2 separate regions of the Mus musculus genome follow, and region 2 is linked to region 1. The links are chromatin contacts, called in public promoter capture Hi-C maps. All regions are on one chromosome and are shown on one strand. Each heading gives the region's core, a stretch centred on a gene start, on an enhancer-like site or on the middle of the called end of the contact. The rest is flanking DNA. Distances are from core to core; before and after follow the strand shown. Region 1 overlaps Fam155a (family with sequence similarity 155, member A). Region 2 holds the start of Tnfsf13b (tumor necrosis factor (ligand) superfamily, member 13b).

What was found. Promoter capture Hi-C pulls out the DNA fragments that hold promoters and counts their contacts.
Region 2: a contact with region 1 is called in a promoter capture Hi-C map of hippocampal neurons, with 3 times the contacts expected there. The contact joins the promoter of Tnfsf13b here to the enhancer-like site in region 1. A contact is called at or near these places in 3 of 39 promoter capture datasets (cranial neural crest, embryonic stem cells and hippocampal neurons), 2 of 15 datasets of contacts at CTCF or cohesin (pro-B cells and stem cell-derived epiblast-like cells), 1 of 484 Hi-C or Micro-C datasets (embryonic stem cells) and 1 of 9 other capture datasets (embryonic stem cells).

What each region holds. Positions count from the first base shown.
Region 1 is chr8:9,217,594-9,222,216 of GRCm38.p6, forward strand. All of the region lies in intron 2 of Fam155a (family with sequence similarity 155, member A), which reads right to left. Among named protein-coding and RNA genes, the nearest start is that of Gm39128, 52 kb to the left of the region's middle. Within about 2 kb of position 3,313, at least 2 of the 459 cell types and tissues checked have an H3K27ac peak or open chromatin away from gene starts, as enhancers often do. A contact at or near this core is called in hippocampal neurons, where this site is marked.
Region 2 is chr8:10,004,952-10,009,337 of GRCm38.p6, forward strand. It overlaps Tnfsf13b (tumor necrosis factor (ligand) superfamily, member 13b), which reads left to right and starts at 1,682. Exons shown (of 7, transcript NM_033622.2): 1 at 1,682-2,209; 2 at 2,299-2,383. The coding sequence starts at 1,892.

The sequences.
Region 1 (4,623 bases), core at 2,063-4,562:
AGCTGGGAAAAATTCACTAACTGGCCAAGAAATGAAATTAAACTGATAGGGCTCAGTATCCGGGAATTATTCTTTTTAAAAAGTAATACTTCCTAGTTGGGAATCAAAAAGTAACGTGACATGAAGTTTTAAAAAAAAAATGAACTGTGTAAAACAATAATATTTAATAATATTTAAAAACAAACAAACAAGCAAACAAATGACAACAACAACAGCAAAAAAAAAAATCAAAAAAACAAAAAAACCAAAATGTGTTGTTTAAAAAATCTTCCTGAGATCCTGGGAATAACAAAGATTTGAAGATTTTCATGCTCTTGTTCTCCAACGTAGAGAATTTTACGTACATAAAGAAGTGCCCAGATAGAAGTATTCACACGTAGTCACAGAAGCATTTTACATGCAACAAGAAAGTATAAGTTATACAATAAACAGTAAGACTTGTGCTGCACATGTGCCTGCTACACTTTTATACACACTCTTGGAATGACACCTAGAGAGGTGTGCTAACTGCACATGGTGTAAAACACCGTCTTCCCTTCGGTGGTCATCCTGGATAGTTTCATGCCAATGTGACACAAGCTAGACTCCTCTGAAAGGACATTTCTGAGGAAATGTCTCCATTTCCATCCAGCTGTAGGGCATTTTCTAGTGATTGGTGAGGAAGAACCCAGTCCATTGTGGGAGGTGCCATCCTGAGCTGGTGGTCCTAGGTTCTATAAGAAAGCCGGCTGAGCAAGCCATGGGGAGTAAGCAGGACCATTCTATGGTCTGGTCTCTGCATTAGAGCCTGCCTCCAGTTTCCTACCCTGTCTGATTCCATGTTCTGACTTTCTTCAGTCATGGACTAAAATGTGGAAATGTAGGGAAAACAACAACAACCCCCAAAATCCTTTCCTCCCCAACTTGCTCTTGGTCATGGTGTTTTATCACAGCAATAGAAACCCTACTCAGGACAGAAGTTGGTATCAGAATAGTGGGGTTTTGCTGTGATAGACCATGTTGCTTTAGGAGGATTATGGAAGGACTCTGGAACATTGGGGCAGAAAAACCACTGAGTGTTGAGAGCTCCGTGAGCTGTTCCAAAGGAGCTTGGAAGATGGGACTATTGAGAGCAGAAAGCAAAGGCACCACCAGGCCACTTGTGTGAAGAATCTATGGTGTCTGGTCAGCTAGAGCTGAAGAACCAGCTGTAGTTAAGAAGAGACCAGCATCACTGAGGTGATGTCTTCTGGGAAGTGTTTCCTCAGGGTCAGCACACAGAAGCTGCTGTATTCCAGAGTCACCAAGGATGTACCTTGCACCGGCAGCTGAACTTGCTCGTGTAAGAGTCACTCAGGCGGTGCTGGTTTTGAAAGCATGTAGAGGGCATGGAGAGCAGCTGAGGCTTGGCACTGTGTGGAAGGTCTAGAGTCCCTGGAGAGAGCCCAGGAGAGGCTATTGGTGTAAGTACAGCTCATTTGCAGCAAGGAACCCCAGCATTTTTGGAGATGCTGGTACCGTGGGATGACCACCAGAAACATCCGCAGCTGTGGAGTGGAGCCAGATGGCACCTAGAAACCAAGCTGCATGTTCTACTGAATGGAAGAGCCAGAGAAGTGACCCAAGCCCTTTGGAGGAACCCAAAAGATCATGGATGAAGTCTAGATATTGGATGTTTGGTTAATTTCATTTTTTTTTTTTTGAGTTTGGTTTCGCCTTGCTTAGATTGTGACTGTGCCCTGGTTCTCTCTCTTGAAGAAAATATTTCGTTAATTTTTGACTTTATAGGAGCCCATAGTTGAGAGGCTGAATTTTAAAGAGATTTTAGGTTTTAAAGGCAACTGGATTTTTTAAAAGTTTGAATTTTAAATCGTTTGGATTTGCAAAGACCATGGGAATTTTTATGTTTGTAAAATGCTTTCTATTGTGCTATTGATAACAATGTGCCATCTTGGGGATAAACAAGAACGGATGTGTTATGACACTATATGTTTGTATGTCAAGTTGACAAGGGTCAGTTGTGCTGGCTAGCTTTGTGTTGACTTGGTACAATCCAGAGTCATCTGAAAGAAGGGAATCTGAATTGAGAAAATGCCTTTACAAGATACAGCTATAGGGCATTTTCTTAATTAGTGATTGATGGGGGAAAGCCCAGCCCATTGTGGGTGGTGCCATCCCTAGGCTGGAGGACCAGAGCAGTCTGAGCGAGCCATCAGGAGCCATCCAGTAAGCAGTACCCTTCCATGGTTTCTGTATCAGCTCCTGCCTTCAGGTTCCTGTCCTGTTTGAGTTCCTGTCCTGACTTCTTTCAATCATGGTCTAAAATGTGGAAGTATAAGCTAACCAAAGCCTTCCCTCCCCAGTGTGCTGTTGGTCATGTTGTTTTACCATGACAATAGAAGCCCTTAGTATCCCAGTGTTTTATCATGGTTTTGCTACTTTTCACTCAGCAGTGAGGAGGTGAATTCCATGTCTGGGAAATGGGCTCAGTTGATAAAGTGCTTTCCTTGTGAACACAATTACCAGACTTTCCCCAGAATCCATGTAAAAAAAGCCAAGTGTGGTCATAGATGCTGTAACCATTGATCTGGGGAAATGAAGATGGGAGGAGCCCGGGGAACCTTGGCTGGTGAGTTTAGCCTGCTGATGAAACTCAGGCCAGAGAGCAAGTCTGTCTCAAACATGGAAGATGGACAGCAGCTAAGGAGTGCCACTTGAGACAGACTTTAGATCATCTTCTGGCCTCCGCAGGTATGCATTCATAAATGCATGTGCATCTGTATAGGCACACATGCACACAAATGCATGCATGCATGCACTCGTGCTTGCATGTGCACACACAGAAAGACACACACACACACACACACGACAGAGAGAGACAGAGAGAGAGACACAAAGAGAGAGAAAGACACACAGAGAGAGAGAGAGAGAGAATGAATTCTGTGACTGCCTTCCTTAAAGAATGAACAACTCTCCTAGGTGCTCTGAGAAAGTCTGCTCCCTTTTCAATTTTACCCAGGGAAGACCTTTGTTAAGTTCTGAGCTCTACAATAATAGCCTACGACACTCAAATACTGGGCATTTTCAGTGAATTTTTATAGAATATGTGAAAATCCAAGAGAAAAGATGCAGGGTATAATTCAAAACCAGAAAAGAAAAAAACACATGGTTATGAAGAAAGAATAGAAGGTTGACATATTTGTTTGTACGAATTACCTCAAACTACAGCAAGCGTTTCATTATCAAAGCAGGAAGACAGTTTATGACCCTCTGGAGTCAACTCAGTAGCTAATTAAAAGGATGCCAGGTACTCCAGTTTCCAAACCACGTTCCCGTGGAAACGAAGGCAGCAAAGAGCAAAAAGCAGCTGCCCACGGAGCATCAGACTGGAAGGGGTCTACAGCTGGCTTTCTGATGAAAAAAGCAAGTACATTCTATTCTTTGGTTTTCTCATTTGCTGAGTATAATGCCTGAGCTGTCGTGGTGGAGTAAGAAAGCCGCAGAGCCCCTGTTCTCTCAAAGTAGACATTTCTCTTTTGCAGTATCACCCTGCATGAGCCCATCCAGTCCAAGGCACCCCGACTCCCTACATGGCAGGAAACCAACGGAAAACCACCTGCTGGAGCTGGCAGTTGGCTATGCTGGCTGGTCTGCTCTGAAACTCCTGATCACTCTCATTATGGGGTCATCTTTTCTTCTTTTCATATTAATTGAAGAAGCTCATGATTTTAAATAAACAAGCCTCTGTAGAGAGAACTTTCTTTATTCTTGGGACAGTTAGAATAGACAGAGGTAGAAATCATCCCCTTTGTAAGGATTAGCACTGAGGACGTTGGAGCTGGGGAGTATCTTAGTAGCTAAACCCTTGATCCTTAAGACCCAAGGAGTAAGGTGTCAGCAGGGAGACTGTGCCTTCTTTATATGACAAGAACCAGGAACTACTGGCACCCAAGAAATCCCAACTACATGGTAACCTAAACAAGACCAAAAACAATGACAACACCAGGTGATAAGCCGATCTGGATCAGGGAAAACTGTCAAGGCCCCACCCCTAGATGAAGAGCGATAGTAAGCAAACCAATGGCAAGTGACAAGAGAGAATTAGTTTTCTCAGCTCAATAGGTTGCCCAAATCCAGAAGGCAGCTCTAAATATACATGTGGGCAATGCTGAATTGACTCATATACATACATACACACACACACACACACACACTCACACACACACACACACTCACACTCACATAAATATACACCACACCACACCCAACCCACACTTCTGTATCTATACATTTCACAAAATAATAATTTAAGAGGGGGTGGAGGCACAGAGGGAATGGAGGCTGAGATGTTAATGATATAAATGCAATACTCACACTTAAAATTCTGAAAAGAATAATTAAACGTGCGAGGAAATTGAATGGATTTAGTTAAAGTGAAATAAAAATAATAGATCTTAGAAAAATTTTCAACCTATACTACCCTTCGAAGCTTCAGGAGAAGCCTATGAAATCAGTTTTAAAATAAGGGGAGAGCCACACCTCCACACGGAAGACGATATCTTCTAGAGCTAAGGAAGCTGTGGTTTTCCAGTGCTGCCCACATGCATGCATGCATGTATAGAGCATGCTAGTTGGTCCTAGTGG
Region 2 (4,386 bases), core at 432-2,931, 790 kb after region 1:
CCTCAGCACCAACATGCAGACCAACTTATTGCATCAAGACAAGATCTAACTATCTGGTATTCCAAGAGATGTGCCGTACGTGGTGGCCACCCACAAACTGCCGAAGGGCAGTGAGTACACCAGTGCTGTGCGGTGGTCAAGCAATAAAGAGTGCACTCACCATCGAGTAAATCTCAGATTAGATCATCAAACCATTTCCTCTGCAGGAAGCAAACCTTTGAGTTAGGGAGAGATAACGTTCATTTCCTAAGAAATCTAAGAGCCCTCACTGTAAAGGAGCTGTTTTTGTGTGAACTCTGTGGGCGTTGTACAGTGGTGCCTGCTAGCCAGAAGGAGGCTTCTTGACAAACTTTTTTGGAAGAAGCAGTGGCCATTGATGCACAGTGACAACCACTACCTGAACCAACACTGGACACTTATTCTAAAATGACCTGGACTCAGATTGGTCTGGGCTTTAAGTTGAGGAGTTTGGCCATGAAGTTCTTTGCCTTATAGAGCAGAGAAGGCAAAGGGCATCTTATAGCCCAGCTAGATAATTCCCTCTGGATAATTATACAGAACAGGAAGAAGGTGCCGTCCTTTGGTCTTGCACTTCTTCGAGTCATTTAATTTCTGTATGTGATTTGGTAATAACACATACCTGAGATATGTGCTTGATTTTGAAGCCGGGTTTTGCTCTGGAGCCCAGGCTAACCCTGAACCCACAATCCTCCTGTCTCAGCTTATCATGTGGTGGAATTCTAATCCTACCATTAAGTCTCATGAGGGAGGGCCAGGGGCAGAAGCTGGATGGGTGGTGGGGAAGCCTCCCTCTGGAATCCTTGCTGCTGTGTGTCCTTGTTTCTGAGATTTTCTTCCTAAGCTTCTGAGGGAAGGCAGCATGAGGCAAAACCACTGCTCAGCAGCCCGAGGTTTAGACAAATGGAGTCTCGGCTAAGTGTTCAATGGCCTGTGCTGACTGAAGATAAACGGATGTTGAGGTACCAGGCTCCCAGCCAGCCTTCCAGACCAGGAAAGACTAAAATGAATGGAGCAGTGCCTTCATGTCACCAAGCCCAGGCACAGACTGAGGACATCCTGTGTCCATACCTGTGAAACGAGTGCCATCAATGTGGAGACTGTGTGTCAGCTCCTAGCGGGGTGGGGGTGGGGACTGAGTCTCTGCCATGCTTCCCTGTAATCCACCCCACATTTAAAGCTCCCCCACCCCACCCCCACCCACCCCCACCCCCGGTGTGGCCTTAAATAGAGCTGTAGCATGTTCTCTTCGTTGCCCCACCAAGACGAGAGCAGAGTTCAGATGGAGTTCAGTCACTCAGCTTTATGGCGCTCCATTTCATCTTCCACTGGGGAGCTGTTGGCTTCCTTGTCCGGCAGCCAAATGCAGTTCAGACTCAAGCACTGAGCTTATCTGACTTGTACATTAATTATCGTTTATTACACCACTAGGCCTTCAGTGTCCCCTTTCCCCTTCCTTAGAAGCCATGTGGCTCCAAGTAGACAGTTCTTAAGAGCACACTGAAGGGAAAGCACCTTCGATAAGCTTGTCTGGAGTGAGTCAGTCTGAACCCCAAGCTGCCCCCCCCCCCAGCCGCCGTGTCAGAGGCCTCGCATCTCCCACAAACAGGACTGTATTGAGATAGAATGAAACATCTTACAAAAACTGAAAGTGAAATGCGGAAGGCAGATTGAGCAATCCATGGAAGGCCAGAGCCAGAGAACCTACTTCAGGGTAGCAAAAGATGCAGAAGAAAGTCAGGAGAGCGCTCCTGGGGGAACCCAGCCCTGCCATGCTCTGAGGGCAGTCTCCCAGGACACAGATGACAGGAAATGACCCACCCCTGTGGTCACTTACTCCAAAGGCCTAGACCTTCAAAGTGCTCCTCGTGGAATGGATGAGTCTGCAAAGACCCTGCCACCACCGTGCCTCTGTTTTTGCTCCGAGAAAGGAGAAGATATGAAAGTGGGATATGATCCCATCACTCCGCAGAAGGAGGAGGGTGCCTGGTTTGGGATCTGCAGGGATGGAAGGCTGCTGGCTGCTACCCTCCTGCTGGCCCTGTTGTCCAGCAGTTTCACAGCGATGTCCTTGTACCAGTTGGCTGCCTTGCAAGCAGACCTGATGAACCTGCGCATGGAGCTGCAGAGCTACCGAGGTTCAGCAACACCAGCCGCCGCGGGTGCTCCAGAGTTGACCGCTGGAGTCAAAGTGAGTTCACCCCTCCTCTGCCTGTGCAGGAGCCCCAGGTATGCCACTCCACAGCTGTCCAGTAACGGACTGGTTGTCTCTTTTCCTAGCTCCTGACACCGGCAGCTCCTCGACCCCACAACTCCAGCCGCGGCCACAGGAACAGACGCGCTTTCCAGGGACCAGAGGAAACAGGTACGGCTGGGGCACAGCAGTTAAGAGCTGGGGCTGTGCTGTGCACACCTGCAAGCCGCCCGGCCGCGGTGAACGAAGCACTTTGTGTAGCTTTGTAGCAATTGCAATAAGCTGCGTGGCGTGCCTTGCCCTACACTGAGCAGGGTGTATGGATAGGAGGATCCCTGTGGGAGGTGACAAGACGACTAGGGTGCACGGATCTCTCGCACTGATGTGTGCTCAAGGACTTAGCCGCAGAGCTCTTCCTGTCACCGCAGTCACGTGACCGCCTGCATCCCAGACAAGAAGCCATTCCCTAGCATTTTCAGATTTCCCATGTTCTGGCCAAGTTCAGATGTGGACAAACCCTGCATTATGAGGTTTTACTAATTTTTTTTTTAAACACACGCGCGCGCACACACACACATTGTGGGGGCAGTTGCAAAACACACAGAAATGGCAAAGACTGTAATGCACCCTTTCCATATGCAACATAATTTCCGTGTAATCAGTCTGGTGTGGCTTCAGTGGTTGTTGTCCATTCCCCAGCGTTTTGCAGAGTTGGGAGTTACTGAAATGGACTTTTCTTCTTGCTTCATGAGGAAAAAAAGAAGCAATACTTGTTTGTTAACAATACAATTCAGCACACTCCTGATGTTGACTGCCTTTTTATTCTTATAAAAAAATTTTTACCTGATAGTCTGAGTGAAAAACAGCTTAAAAGCTATATAAACAACAAAAATTCTTGACTCTCTAAGTTACATGCCAAAAGAGTATGAAAATATTACATGCACCGCAGTACCAAAATTTTTGTGCAAATCTGAAATTTACTGTATGTAGTGTTAGCTACCTTCTAACCTTTTTGCTGAAATAATTACAGCATGTATAGTGCACTGTACACAATAATAGAACATATGCCATGGTGCATATGTAGTAACAGTACATATACCACAATGGATGGAATAATAGCACATAATTACAGAGCATGTAATAAGTGCCCTGTATGTCACGGTGTGTGTAATAACAGTGCATAATCACAGCGCACATAATGGTACAAGCAGTACACTCTGCTGTATTTTATTTCTTATTTTACAATAAATATCTCACTGATTTCTTAGTAATTCCCTTTGTCTAATTTGCTGCTTGTGCTTTAAATAATGATTTTATTATTACTGTGACTGATACAGGATACACAATTTTTCTTGTGTGTATCTCTTGTGTCTGAGGAATTATGCATTCAATAGAACCATAGATTATTATTCAAGTTTCTTATTGTGAACTCTTTGGGGTGACAGGTTTCTATATGCTCATTAGAATTTCATCGTTGTACCTTCATTTCCATACTTATGTAGCATCAGATAGCTCCTCAAGTTTGAGTGTGAACCCCATCCACTAATTATAAATACTGTTCACATGTTTTTATCTTATTTTCAATTTTGTATTTTTAAATTAATTGGTTAGTTATCTATCCTTTTTATTTATTTATTTTAACAATTTGACATTGATGTAATTACTTGCGCTTCACCTTGTATTTTCTTCAAACCTATACAGAGCCGTTGTGATTGTCTGTCTCTTAAAGGGATTTCTGTTTCCTCTGGTTTATCAAGTTAAAGCACATTTGCCCCTCCCTGGCTTTCTAATTACCAAGCTGCAATCCCCTTTACTTGTCTCTTGTTCTGACCAAGCCTTCCTTTGCTCCTAACCTATTAATCCCTGTGTCTTTTGTTGTGGTAAAGCCTCTCACACTTGTATGACTTCCTCCTTTCTCCATCCCCCTTCAGGCTGTTGTCTCAAACAAAAGAATGCAACTATTTTCCATAATTCTGTGCTGGTGAGCTTGTGGAGTCAGTCCTTTATGCAGGACTGGATTTATGTGCTATCACTGGCCTATTTCTCTGCCCAGCTGCTTCGGATGGTCTAAGTAGTTTTACATTTTAGTGGACATCAATACCTAATAGTCAGGCGAGATGCCACAGAGGTCTTAAGTCATGTCTGCTACACTTCCAGGCTTCTAAGGACTGGTT